Regions from separate parts of the Astyanax mexicanus genome. Here region 2 is linked to region 1. The links are chromatin contacts, called in public Hi-C maps. All regions are on one chromosome and are shown on one strand. The core of a region is the stretch at or near the end of the contact, and the rest is flanking DNA. Distances in the headings are between cores, read along the strand shown.

What was found. A called contact is a pair of places that touch in the nucleus more often than the background predicts.
Region 2: a contact with region 1 is called in a Hi-C map of muscle, with 16 times the contacts expected there. The contact joins the enhancer-like site here to the promoter of ccnb2 in region 1. A contact is called at or near these places in 2 of 3 Hi-C or Micro-C datasets (both in muscle).

The regions. Positions count from the first base shown.
Region 1 is chr23:30,975,689-30,981,912 of AstMex3_surface, forward strand. It overlaps ccnb2 (cyclin B2), which reads right to left and starts at 4,900. Exons shown (of 8, transcript XM_015607226.3): 1 at 4,750-4,900; 2 at 3,510-3,629; 3 at 2,521-2,778; 4 at 2,195-2,353; 5 at 1,868-2,104; 6 at 630-770; 7 at 440-550; 8 at 1-345. The coding sequence starts at 4,767. The coding sequence ends at 235.
Region 2 is chr23:31,038,414-31,044,586 of AstMex3_surface, forward strand. rnf111 (ring finger protein 111) reads left to right here. Exons shown (of 15, transcript XM_049471130.1): 5 at 2,556-2,777; 6 at 4,530-4,876. Among protein-coding and RNA genes, the nearest start is that of LOC111195059, 46 kb to the right of the region's middle. Within about 2 kb of position 2,743, the one cell type or tissue checked has an H3K27ac peak away from gene starts, as active enhancers do.

The sequences.
Region 1 (6,224 bases), core at 3,650-6,149:
TAAGTGGTCCAAGTTAAGAAACAGCATGGACAAAGTAAAACTACCTTAAAAGCTTGAAATGGAACTAGAAACAAAAAGTACACATTTCTAAAAGTTAAAAAAGGTAAAACCTGTGTTTATTTGCATATATATACACACACACAAACATATCAAAAAAACAGCAGCAGTTCATCTGGGGCTGATTGGGAATAAAGTGCAGATCAGTGGTGGTACTCCTCCTCAAAGGAATCAAGATCATGAGGTAGGCAGCAGAGGAGCAGCAAGGCTCTTCATCAGGTCAGACCTCAGCTGTGGAAACAGGCTGACCTTCATTAACCTGCTGCTGGAGTACTTTTTCTTCACTGCCTGTAAAACAAAAGAGGGTGGATGAAAATGTGCAAAAACTGAGGCCAGTGAGTGAACTGAGCTTTGAGCTGCATTTCATCTCAGGCGGACCTACCATAAACTTGGTGAGCCCTTCATTAACTTTCACAACATTCTTGGCCATGTGCTGCATGATGGGCTTCAGGTGGGCCTCACTGTAGGTGGTGTAGTGTTCCTGTGTTGGAGACTGGATAGAAAAAGGAAACAGTTTAAGTAAAAAGGAACAGGAAAGTGTCTATACACAAAAGGTAAAGATTAAGCCTTACCCATTTCTGTCCATCAATCACAAGCTGAGAGAGGCAAAGGCCAGCCGCACCGATCTCAGAAGGATGGTAGTGCACCATGTCGTAGTCCAGAAGGGTCAGCTCGAGGAAATATTTGGCAAGGGTATGCTTCTCAGCATCAGCCTTGAATAGAGAAAATAGAGTTTACTGTGGTGTTGACCAAGCAGTCTACAGCACTTGTGCAGGGCTGGTAGGTTAATTCAACCAGCTAATTCAAAAATGGTTTAATTGATAGTGCGCATCTTCACAATTGATACAGATGACTCTGCCTGAGAGAAATCAGTAAAGATATTTACCCATCAAACTAACTGGCAGCAATTAATTACACTTTACCTGAACTCAAAGATTAAGTGATTCTTACACTAATATTAAAGTTGCACGTTGAGTTAAATGGGCTGTTTCCTATTTAAAAAACATTAAACTTTAAATAAATGGAAACAAGCTTTTTCATGACTAGTGCCTTCTTTACAAATTAATAAAAATTTAGACTTGTTTATGAACACCTAGGTTCTCAATATACAAACACCAACACCCAGCCCTACACTGGTGCATTCAGGTAATTCACAGGTAAATCAGGTTTACCATTATTCATGTCACCATTATTTAATCAACCCTCATAGCATGTGAATGTTGAATAACCAAATCAAGATACTGCATTTATGAATATAATATTTACTTATAAAAAGTTAAGTTAAACATGCTCTTGCTACACTACTGAGCAAAAAGCAAATTAAAAGCATCTACTGTTCAGCAGACACCATCTTAAATGTTTGCAAGACATTCAATGCATGCAGAAAGTGTGGACATAGCTAGATAACTAGATATTGGGGTGGAAGTTTACCACCTGGTCATGTAGCCCCAGTGCAAGATACTTAAGCAAGGGGAAATTTTAGTTGTAAATTATTCTAAGCCATTTTTATAATAATCCATGTGGGAAAATACCACCAAAAAAAAAAAAAAAAAAAAAGATTGTTTTGATATGCCATTACCTTAGTAGTGAAGAAATCCATCAAGACTATAGTTTTCAATCTGATGCATGGCATCTTAACCAGGTTACTAAACTAAGTCTAAAGAGTGGAAGTGGGCACCAGCACCCACCTGCTGCAGCATTGGAATAAGAGTCTTGTTTTTGGACCACTTCGACATGAACTGTGCATTGGCAGGTCACAGTCAACATAAACAGTCACTGGTAGTAAGTTAACTTCAGACAGAATACTCACATTTCCAGCTTTTGAAGCCCTCCTGAGGAAGTGAAGAGGCAAAGGGCGACCAAGCTCAAAGTTGAGCTCCCTGAGGATGATCATCTCCATTTCACGGATCTGGGGTTTTGTGAAGGCGTTATCTGTGATGTAGGCAAAGTCTCCGACCTCTGGAACAAACATCTCTTCATATTTGGAAGCAAGCAGCATGGCTGTGACCCCAGCTAGCTGCAGTTTCTTTCGAGACACTGGCTGGACCTGTGTACACAATATACGTGGAATTAGGTTGTGACCAGATTAGCAGCAGCGCATTGATGAGCACCAATTAATGGCAGATTCAATCCTCACCTGAAGGAATCGATCAAGGATGGCCACAGTCATGTACAGGGTCTCCTGAAGCAGCTGGAACCTGGAGTGCACCTGGATGAGCCAGTCAACCAGAAGAGCACGCATGCGCTCGTTGATCTCATAGCCATCCATGTACCTTGGTCTGATTGACTGCTGGGCCTGAAATAAACACAGGGGTCAGTGCACAGCCAAGAAACTTAAGTTGAGGGTAATAAATGCAAGATATTAACAGGATGCTCAATGGCATCATTACACCCATACTAGTAAGTGCTCATGACATGGGGCAAGTCAAAAAAGTTCCTTTAGCTGGCACTGAGTAGACAAACCTCAAGGCTTCGGAGGTACACGTAGATGTCCTTCACATATTCAGAACACAGCTGAGGAATTTCAGCATCTCCCTTGTCGATATCCTCAATTGGACAGAGCGCATCTGAAAAGGCCTGGCAGAGGTCATCTTCCTCCCTCATCGAGACATCAGCTTGGATTGGAGGAACAGCAGGAACTGGACGAGGGCAGACCTCTGGCACCACCGGAGCACGTTTAGGCTGCACAGCAGCTGGCTGAGCTGCAGACTTCAAGCCTTTCTGTAGGGATAAGGCACAACAGCAGGAGATGAGGGTTAAATGGTACTAAACTGGAGATACAGGAACAATCATTAGTTAATTAAAGCTGCAATGCAGGGAGACATAACAAAAGCACCATATCTACCATCATGCATGTGGTGCTCATTTATACCACCATGCCACTCAGTTCAGCTGAGAGCATAATATTAAGGGTACACAATCTGGTAGTGAAATTTCCCAAACTGTATTAAAATACCCAAATATAAAACTTGGATGTTCCCTGCAGCAGTGCATTGCAGGGTGTATGATAAAGCATTTATAAACCTCATTTCACACTTTGTAGAGAGAGTCCGTACACCGATAACCTGCCTTCTACTGAAAGCAGTTACAAGCTGTACAGAGCTACATTAGTAACAAGCTGAGCCACTTAAAGACTGTTTTCCTTAGTTTAATTGGTCACATGTGACTTGGTCAGCACTGCTGAGGTAAATTCATGAACAATTTGAAGGCTAAGGAAAGTGTGCCTTGTTGGGACACCTGCAAGGACATTAAATCAATTTAATAAAATAAATGAGGACAGGAGTTCTTAAATTGATCTATTGAATTGCAGGACAGTCCATAAACTGCAGAAAGTCCCCAAAACCAGGACCTTGTAAGAACCTGGTACTCAAACCTTTACCCAGATTCTATTCTTCAGCTTAAATTGTTAGTTTGGTTAAATCAAGCACTTCAGGAGTACAGAGAGCCGTTACCGTGGTCTTCACAGGTTTGTCAGCAAAGTTGGAAAGCTCACTCAGGACTGCCCGCCTTCCTCCAGCATTTGGAACTCCAGCCTTGCCACCCATTGGTGCTGGGTTCTCTGCATTGCAATACTGGAAAAAACAAAGCATATTTTTTAAAAATAAGGATACAAAAGGGTCCCCTAAAAACAAGTATACAGAGTCCTCCTCTACGCGATATAAACAACCAGCAAGTCTACCAAAGATTAGTGTCCAACAGCAGCTAGCCACTTCACCGTTGCAAGTCTTCAAAAGCCCTTGCATTTAATTTACCAAAAAGCAAAAAACACTTTGGCTACAGAGACAAAATTATGTCTTGTGCAAGACATTTGCAATAAAAATGTACACAGGCCCAAAGCAACATATAAGTTACTTGGGAGAAGCAGAGAGTGGCACCAATATAGAAACTACATAGAATAGAATTATAGAAAGTTCACAGCTCGGGATATTGTGAATATAACTTAAAGCAGATTGTAGTAATTTATTGTTTGCCATGTTAAATGGTAACTACACGCATGTTAACTACATCTCTTATTGCTTGTGTTTCAGATAAGCAGAATTAACCACAATCCAGTTAGCAAGAAAAACAAATTTGGTGTAACAAATTTTGAACAAAATGGTAGAAATCAAACGTATCATTAGATAAGCACAAAAGGACAATTAACTTACTTGAGCATTTGCAACCCTTGGAAAAGTGTTGCATATTTTCCTTTTCATGGCCCAATTTGAAAGTGATTGCATTTAAGTACTTTTACACTTAGTACAGGAAACCTTGCTAATTTCTTATTTCCTCCCATAATTTAGCCACTCATTTATTATCTTGTGTTGATACTTAACGTTTGACTAACTACAGCACACAAAAAAAAAAAAACTCTAGGTCAAGGTCCGTACTCGACTAAGCTATGTAAATGGCGGCCACGAGATGATAACACAGCAGGGAACTGTTGCGTTACCTAGCCAAGGTAGCTAGCTAACATCTAAACACTTGGCATTTCAGCTTAGAAAAAAGCCTGCAATTAACCCAAACTAAAACCACGTTACTCTATAAAACATCACGTTACTGGATTATTATAGTAAATAACCTTTATTTAACTCGTTAAAACAGAAAAGAACCCCCAGTTACTACAGTACCAACCACCGCAGCCAAACAAACACCATACAAACACAGATACACACTAATAAAACTACCATTAACACACTGAATAATACTCACAACAGCGCGCATATCCATGCCGGCAGGTTAAGGACTGTTTAAACTGTTTGTAAAAAGATTAAAAAGCTGAAATTCTCCGCTGATCTGCGCTTCAGTTCCGCTCTCCACCGCGTTAAAGCCCCGAAACTGTACAACACAAAGCCCAACACCGACCATTCAAATACCGCTCTCTGCGCTCTGATTGGCTACCAAGCGCTGCTGCTCGTGCTCTGATTGGACAGGGCGTTATTAAATACATACATGTCATTGGTTACCAAGCAGCACGTCTTGCTTACTGAATGATTGTGTCCACTGTCAAAATAAACGCGGTCGAAAATGTTGAGGAAAATATCTGCTTATATGTATTTTATATATATGATTCTAATTTCTCAATTTTATGATTTTACTTATTCTATTTCCCTTTGAATTGAGTGATCTGCCCTGTCTTCTATTATTTTAACTCGTACCTTATTTTTTATTTTCTTTTTTTTTTACTGCTGAATTATGTATATGCATTCCTTTTTTATATTCTGTTTTAATTCTGCACTTTAAGCTGCATGTATAATGTATGAAATGTGCTATAAACTATTAATTATTATTATTATCGTTGTTGCTGTTGTTTGTTTTTGTTGTTGTTGTTATTATTATTATTATTATTATTATTATTATTATTATTATTATTATTATTATTATTATTATTATTGTTATTATTCGATTTTCTTGTGCAAGATTCCTAAATAGGGATTTAAGCCTAGTCATAGACAATATTTTTCTGTTAATGGAAAATAACCATTCAAAATGCTGTGCTGTCCAAGACTAGGCTAACATTTACTTATCTTAATCAAATTTGCATTAGTTATACTTTATGCTTTGTCTTTACATCTATACTCTCTCTATTATATTAAAAAGGAAGTGTTTATATTTGCTGTATAATTTGATATTGGCTGTGAAACCTGACTGAAATAGGTCACGATCCAAGTATTTTGTTAAGATGATAGATAGATACTTTATTGATCCCCGAGGGGAAATTCTTAAATTCTTAACAGCTTATATATGAATTTGTAATCATTTAGCAACGCTGATTTTATATAATTGTACAGTTAATACATAATTCAAATGCATTTTAAATGAACATTTTTAATATTATTTAATTTATTTCCCTGGTCCATGCTTTTATTTCATTTGTTCTCTTTGTTGTTTTTGTTTCCTTGTTCCTTAAAAATGCTTTGAAGAGAGCTGGTTTATGAAGAGACGGCCCACTTTTTGTTTCCCCGTTCGATCAAAAATGACTGCAAACCACCGCTAGAGAAAGCCGCGAGCGAGCCCTCAAGTAATTAGGTACATGGAGCTAAACGCTAATAACTCAAATTTAAAATACCATTCAACTGATTTTACACGATATTTATTATATATATAGAAAGCAGACTGAAGTGTTTCATTTAAAAAAGCCAAAAATCCTTACCTGTATTTTTCTCTTTTTCTAAAGCAAACGGTTA
Region 2 (6,173 bases), core at 1,493-3,992, 61 kb after region 1:
ACATTATCGGTATCTGGTGTCAAATATGTATATCCTCATTAGGGCTGTCACGATTCTCTAAATCTTCGATTCGATTTTATTTCCGATTTTAGGGTCTCGGTTCGATTCGGCTACAGTGTGCACCATTTGCGTAGCACGCATTCTTGCCTAGCTTAGAGGGAGGGATCGTTGATCCTCTTTTTGACTTCGAGGCTCGAGACCATGACATAATTTCAATCGATTTATCGAAAACGTGACAGCCCCAATAATTCTCATTGAAACATATTTGCTCTAAACTCTTTAAGACTTACCTCCCAGTTAGACATAAAGTTACTGCTTTACTACTCCACATGGTTTCGCTAATCAAATGAATAGGGTAAACCTGGTAAAAAATATATATATATGTTGGTTGTCTATTTAAAATATTTTATCCTCTTCAGTAACACAGATGACATGAAGTACCGGAGCAAAATGTCTTGCAATATATAGAGTATCACAGTAGAATCACTCTTTTCAGAATCTCTACAGCAGTGGATGCATCTTAAAGTAGCTAAATACATTCATTAAAAGGGGCTTCCACAAAAATTTGGACATTAAGTGAATGATTTCAGTGAATATTCTCTATAATCCTTTGTGTAATTTTCTAAATTTACCACAGGGACAATTTAACTTTTTCTGTCAGCATTAGATCAGACGCTTCTTCATCGCACAGTCCCATAATGAGGCTCCCCGGGCGTACGCGATTTGACCGATTTCAGTAGACTGCTGTTGGATCATGCAGTTCAACACTGCGTGGGTTTGGGAAATATTAGACGTCACATCAGATCTTCTCAGTTTTGGCTGTGAGCACTCTGAACATCTCTTCCTGAGCTAAAGGCGGCACCTCAGAGTGTATGAGCGAGGGAGAGAGGGAGAAAACGAGGAGGAGGAGGAGGAACGAGTCTGGAAAATTCAATTAGTGTTGTTCAGTCATGACCATTCATACACTCCACACTGCTTGCTTGCGCACAGGCACCATTAATAATGATTAATCTATATCTTTTAATCAAGGGCTTGGGTATAAATAGCCTCTGCAGCTGCAGTGTCGGTCGCAGGCTGGCGGTGTGCACTGCATTCGGAGCCGCTCTTTGATGTGCCGGGTGTATAATTGTGTGTATTCCTAATTTCATTTGCAGGCTGCATAATGAAGTCTGTCTGTTATGCAAGCTTCCTCTGAGCTTACTGAGACACAATGAGCTCTGCTATTGAAACCAATTAAACTGCCACTCTGGATAAAGGTGGTTTTGTGTGTGTGTGTGTGTGATTGTGTGGGTATGTAGAGTGTGTGTGGGTATGTAGACTGCACGTGTGTGTGTGTTAGTTATCCCCAAAATCTACTCTATTTCTAAGGATTATAAAAGAAAACTCATTTTCATCACTTAGATTTGCTGTGTGTGTGTGTGTGTGTGTGTGTGTGTGTGTGTGGCTATGAGGGATGAAACAGAGAGAGCTCAGAGATATGCTTGAATTTGCATTTCTTTTGAGGGAGAGAGAAATTAATTTGTGAATATGAAAAGCAGATGGAATGCTCACTCTGGAATGTTAATGAGCAGCAATTCTCCCGGGACGCTCGGTCACTGAAGCAAGTCTCAAACACGCCCACTTGTTTTTGTTCAGTGTAAGGGACACTGGGCATGTCCTGTGCATCAAAAGTTTGGACACATTGCAGCATTAGCATTGTGTTTTTGGTTAATAATTTATTTTGAAGACACAAGTCTTTAGTCAGTTCCTTGTTAAATAAACCAGAATGTGTTTTATACTATTATGCTTTGATGGCATGTCATGATAGCTATTATTGGTTGATGTAATATTTGACAATCAAAATAATTCGAATGAACATAAAATTTAATATATTTTTTACAAACTGGTAAACTATTTGTAAAAGTCTAAGATAGTAGTAACCTTACAGTTTGTTAGACGCCTTAGCGTTTATTTGCTTACCAAAAGGTTTTCTGTGTTTCTCTTTGTAAATACATTTATATTTATTAATTTTATTAATTATTATTAATAGTCGAAAAAGTGGCAAACTGAAAAAAAATTATCTTTAAAATCTTAAATTCCGGTAATTGTCCTGTAAACATCTGCAGTCAAACCAGACCATGTTTTATTTAACCTGGACTGAGACCACCTCTTTTGGTCTAATTTATCCCACTGACATACAGATAATAGCCTAATTATGCAGTTGCACTCTTTAATAGAGCAGTAAACTTTTGATAATTAATGGAATTCAGACAGTGCAATTTGAATATTTTGGTACTTTTGCACACTGCCTTTTGGGTTCGGATCAAACTAAAAAGGCCAAAACTCCAGACCAAACACTTTAGGTGTGAAAGGAGTCTAAATGTATTAAGGCTAACTAGAAATAGTTTAGCTTTGTTTATCTTTGGTTTTCTCACAAATTTAGAACTTGTTTGTCCTGAGAATGTCCATAAACAAGCACACACACACACACACAAATTAGAGACATAATCGCAAACATCTGGCTCGAAACACACATCACTCATTCTTATCTTCTGTCTGTTTTGGTGTTTTCGCAGATCTCTCAGTCGTGCCAACCACTTCTGACAGCATCCACTCACAGCCTGCCAGCTCCTCCATCTCCTCCTCCTCCTCCCTCCACGCCTCTACCTCAGAGCCGCACCAGGAGGCCCCAGGACCCTCTGGAAGCTGTCCTGCTACGGCCCCTGACAGCACGCTGGAGGCCCAGGCCCACGGTGGGGCTCCAGGGCTCAGCACCACCTCTGCCACTGCCACCGAGGGTGAGAACAGTCTGCTGGAACTGGACACTCAGCTGTTTACAGCTGCCGGCTTCTTGGGCTTGATAGAAATGCACCAGAGCTCATTGCTCTTTCATTAAGTCAGACCTATTAACTTGATGATTTGGCCTAAAAACTAATGAACAGTTTTCCCCACACCAGTTTAACCCATTCATCACACACTTGCATTAAACTGAGTTAGAAAATAGGAGTAATGAATTTAATGCATGTTACAGAAATGCCACTTTCTGAACTTTATTGATGATGTCCTGTAAACTTGAAGTAAATTAAATAGTTGCATAATTTACTTTGCAAAGAAGAGGTCTTAAGTTCCCAAACACTGACAGCCAATCAGTGCTTTAGACTAGAGAGGTTTTTGCATGACATTGACTACTAACTGCATCAATATCATAAATATTCTCTTAGAGTAAAATTAAGCATCTTATTTTAAAATAATGTAAAAAGGAAAAAAACAAATATGCAAAAGAGTGAACATGTAAATAAAGTGCAATTATAATTCTGTAGTTCAGCAGAATGATGGTGAATGTATAAGGTGACCATAGCAATACTCCAAAGACCACTACATTTCCAACAATACCTCCAGCTTAAAATTACAATATTTACCATAATAGTGCATATGTGCATTGTACCCTAACATTTTGGCATGAATACTATACTGTATTTTAAATGAACACACAAGGAATCATGTAGTAACTTTTAAAAGTGTTAAACAAACCAAAATACGTTAACTTGCGGTTTACACTTTGATGAACTAACCCTGTTCCACAGAGATAACTTTTTTTTTTCCTGGGGCCGTCCTGATGAGGGCCAGTTTCATCATAACCTTTTTGCTTGTGTTTGTTATTAAAAGCCTAAGTCTTAAAGGACTATAAAATGGACTTTTGGGTGTAGTAAAACATGATAAAAAGTACTTACCTTTGAGAAATAGCCCACCTCCACTCTCCTACAGCTTTCTGAGATCCAGTAATTTTATGCTTTTTGCCCAGCACTCTGTACAACCCAGTACATCGCTTTTTACACCATTATCCAGCTCAAAGTAGCTCCACACCTCTTTGGTAGAATTCGGAGAGCTCCGACATTTAAAACGAGACATTAATAACTTTAAAAGTGTACACAAAGCTTATTAAAAAACCCTGTTTACATCGCATAGAGCTTCTTTGTAGCTCTGGGCGCCACCTTCACTGTACTGCTAATGACAGACATATATACATAGACTCCGCATAGCCGAGTCTAGCAGTACAGTGATGGCAACGCCCAGAGCTACAAAAAAGCGCTAGAAGATGTAAACAGTGATTTTTTTAATAAACTTTTTGTGCACTTTTACATTTATTAATGCCTAGATTTAAGTGTCAGGGCTCTCCGGATGCTTCCAAGGAGGTGTGGAGCTACTTTGAGCCTGGATAACAGTGTAAAAAGCAATTTGTGATAAGGCCGTTGTACAGAGTGCTGGGCAAAAAGCACAAAATTACTGTGTCTCAGAAAGCTGTGTGAGAGTTGAGGTGGGCTATTTAACAAAAGTAAGTACTTTTTATCATGTTTTACTACACCCAAAGTCCATTTTACACCAGTAATTAATCACAGTATAAAAACTACTAGCATTGACTCGATGCAGAATTAAGTATGAAGTAAATTCTATCTAAATCTAGTGATCTTAAAATCTTAATTACTGGCAGCAATTTTGAGCAATTCTCTGTGTTTAAGTACTTATGTATTTTATCTGTTTCTCCTCAGAAGACGGTAGGAGAGGTTCATCAAGTGAAAGTGGAGGTGTAGCGATGCCTCGGCTGCCGTCCTGCTGCCCACAGCACTCGCCCTGCAGTGGACCCTCCTCAGGGCATCTCTCCCTGGGTCACTCCCACTCAGGGTGCATGCAAGCTGGACCGACGCAGCAGCCTGGTTCACAGCAGCCCGCTGCTCCTCACTCCCACAGCCACTCGCACCACTTTCACCACCATCACCACCACACAGCTCCTACCCCCTCCTCTCTGGCCTTCCCTGAGCCCAGCTGCCCCCTGGAGCGGCCCACAGCCGTGCCTGCCCCCTGCGGTGCAGTCAGCAGCAGCAGCCAGTACCACGACCAGGTATCCCAGCACACATGTTTTTCTTTACGCCTTTAATTCACTCTAGTTGCTAAAATAATAAAGTTTAAAGAATTATGCAGGAATTGGTATTAGTTAGCATTTGGTAGCTTCTGGGCTTCTTCTGCACTGTGGGGAGTATTTCACTTTTACTTCACTGCTGTAAATACAAATCATGCTTTTAGTGCCCCCTTCATGGACCGCTGTGAACATGCATTTGTAAGCAAACCGAGAGATTCAGAGGCATTTGGACTGAGGTTTTTCTAAAAGGACCAAGAAATTAATTTGGTCAGTGCATTTACTGTGAAGCTCTTCCTTACTCTACCTCCAGTCTCGTCATGTCACGTATGCAGAGTTTGAGTTTCTGTTATTCATGATGTTATTGCAGCTCTTTCAATGTGTTTATCGTGAAAACTGATAATGTGGTTTTGATAAAAGTATGATATAATATTCAGCCCTAGTACAGTATGATTGCAAACATTTGTGTGTTTTTGTATGCAATATCAGTATCTCTATCTAATATGCAGTATCTGTATCTTTACTGATTAAAGCTATAGATGCATTTATTGTTCGCGGAGAGGGCTACCTAAATTTAGTCCATCAATAACTCTATAAGATGTGTTTATAAACTCCAGCAGCACCGCTGTTATCTGATCCACTTGTACCAGCAAAACACACACTAACACCTCATACACCACCACCATGCTTATCAGTGCTAAATATCTTAATAATTTATTTATGGGTTTCTTTATTAACATTGTTTAATTTATTTATTTATTGTCTGCAATAATTTACTTCCCAATTTTTTTTTCTGCATTCATTTATTTCCTGATTTATTTCTGTATTTCCTTGTCCTTATATGATAATGGAGTATGGGGGTGTCTTACATCGATCAACCAATAGGAATGCTAAGACACCGTGATATCATTGCTGGACAGCCCCTTCATTATAATATAAGGACAAGGAAAAATAGAAATAAATAAATGAGGAAATAAATGAATGCAGAAATAAATTGCTATGTAAATAAACAAATGAATCAAAATAAAAATTAAGCAATGTTAATGAAGAAACTCATAAATAATTTATTAAGATATTCATTTTTATGTATATGTATTTATTTTTATATTAATAATATATATATTTTTGCCATTTTAATCACCATATTTCTTTTATTGAGTGATTTACTTACGTTTTTATTTATTTATTTATTTAAAAATTTAGCAGTTTTGGTCCTCCATAACCTGAATCATGAACATGAGTATATTTGCCTTTTACTAAAGGCTTCCAGCACTGCCCCCTA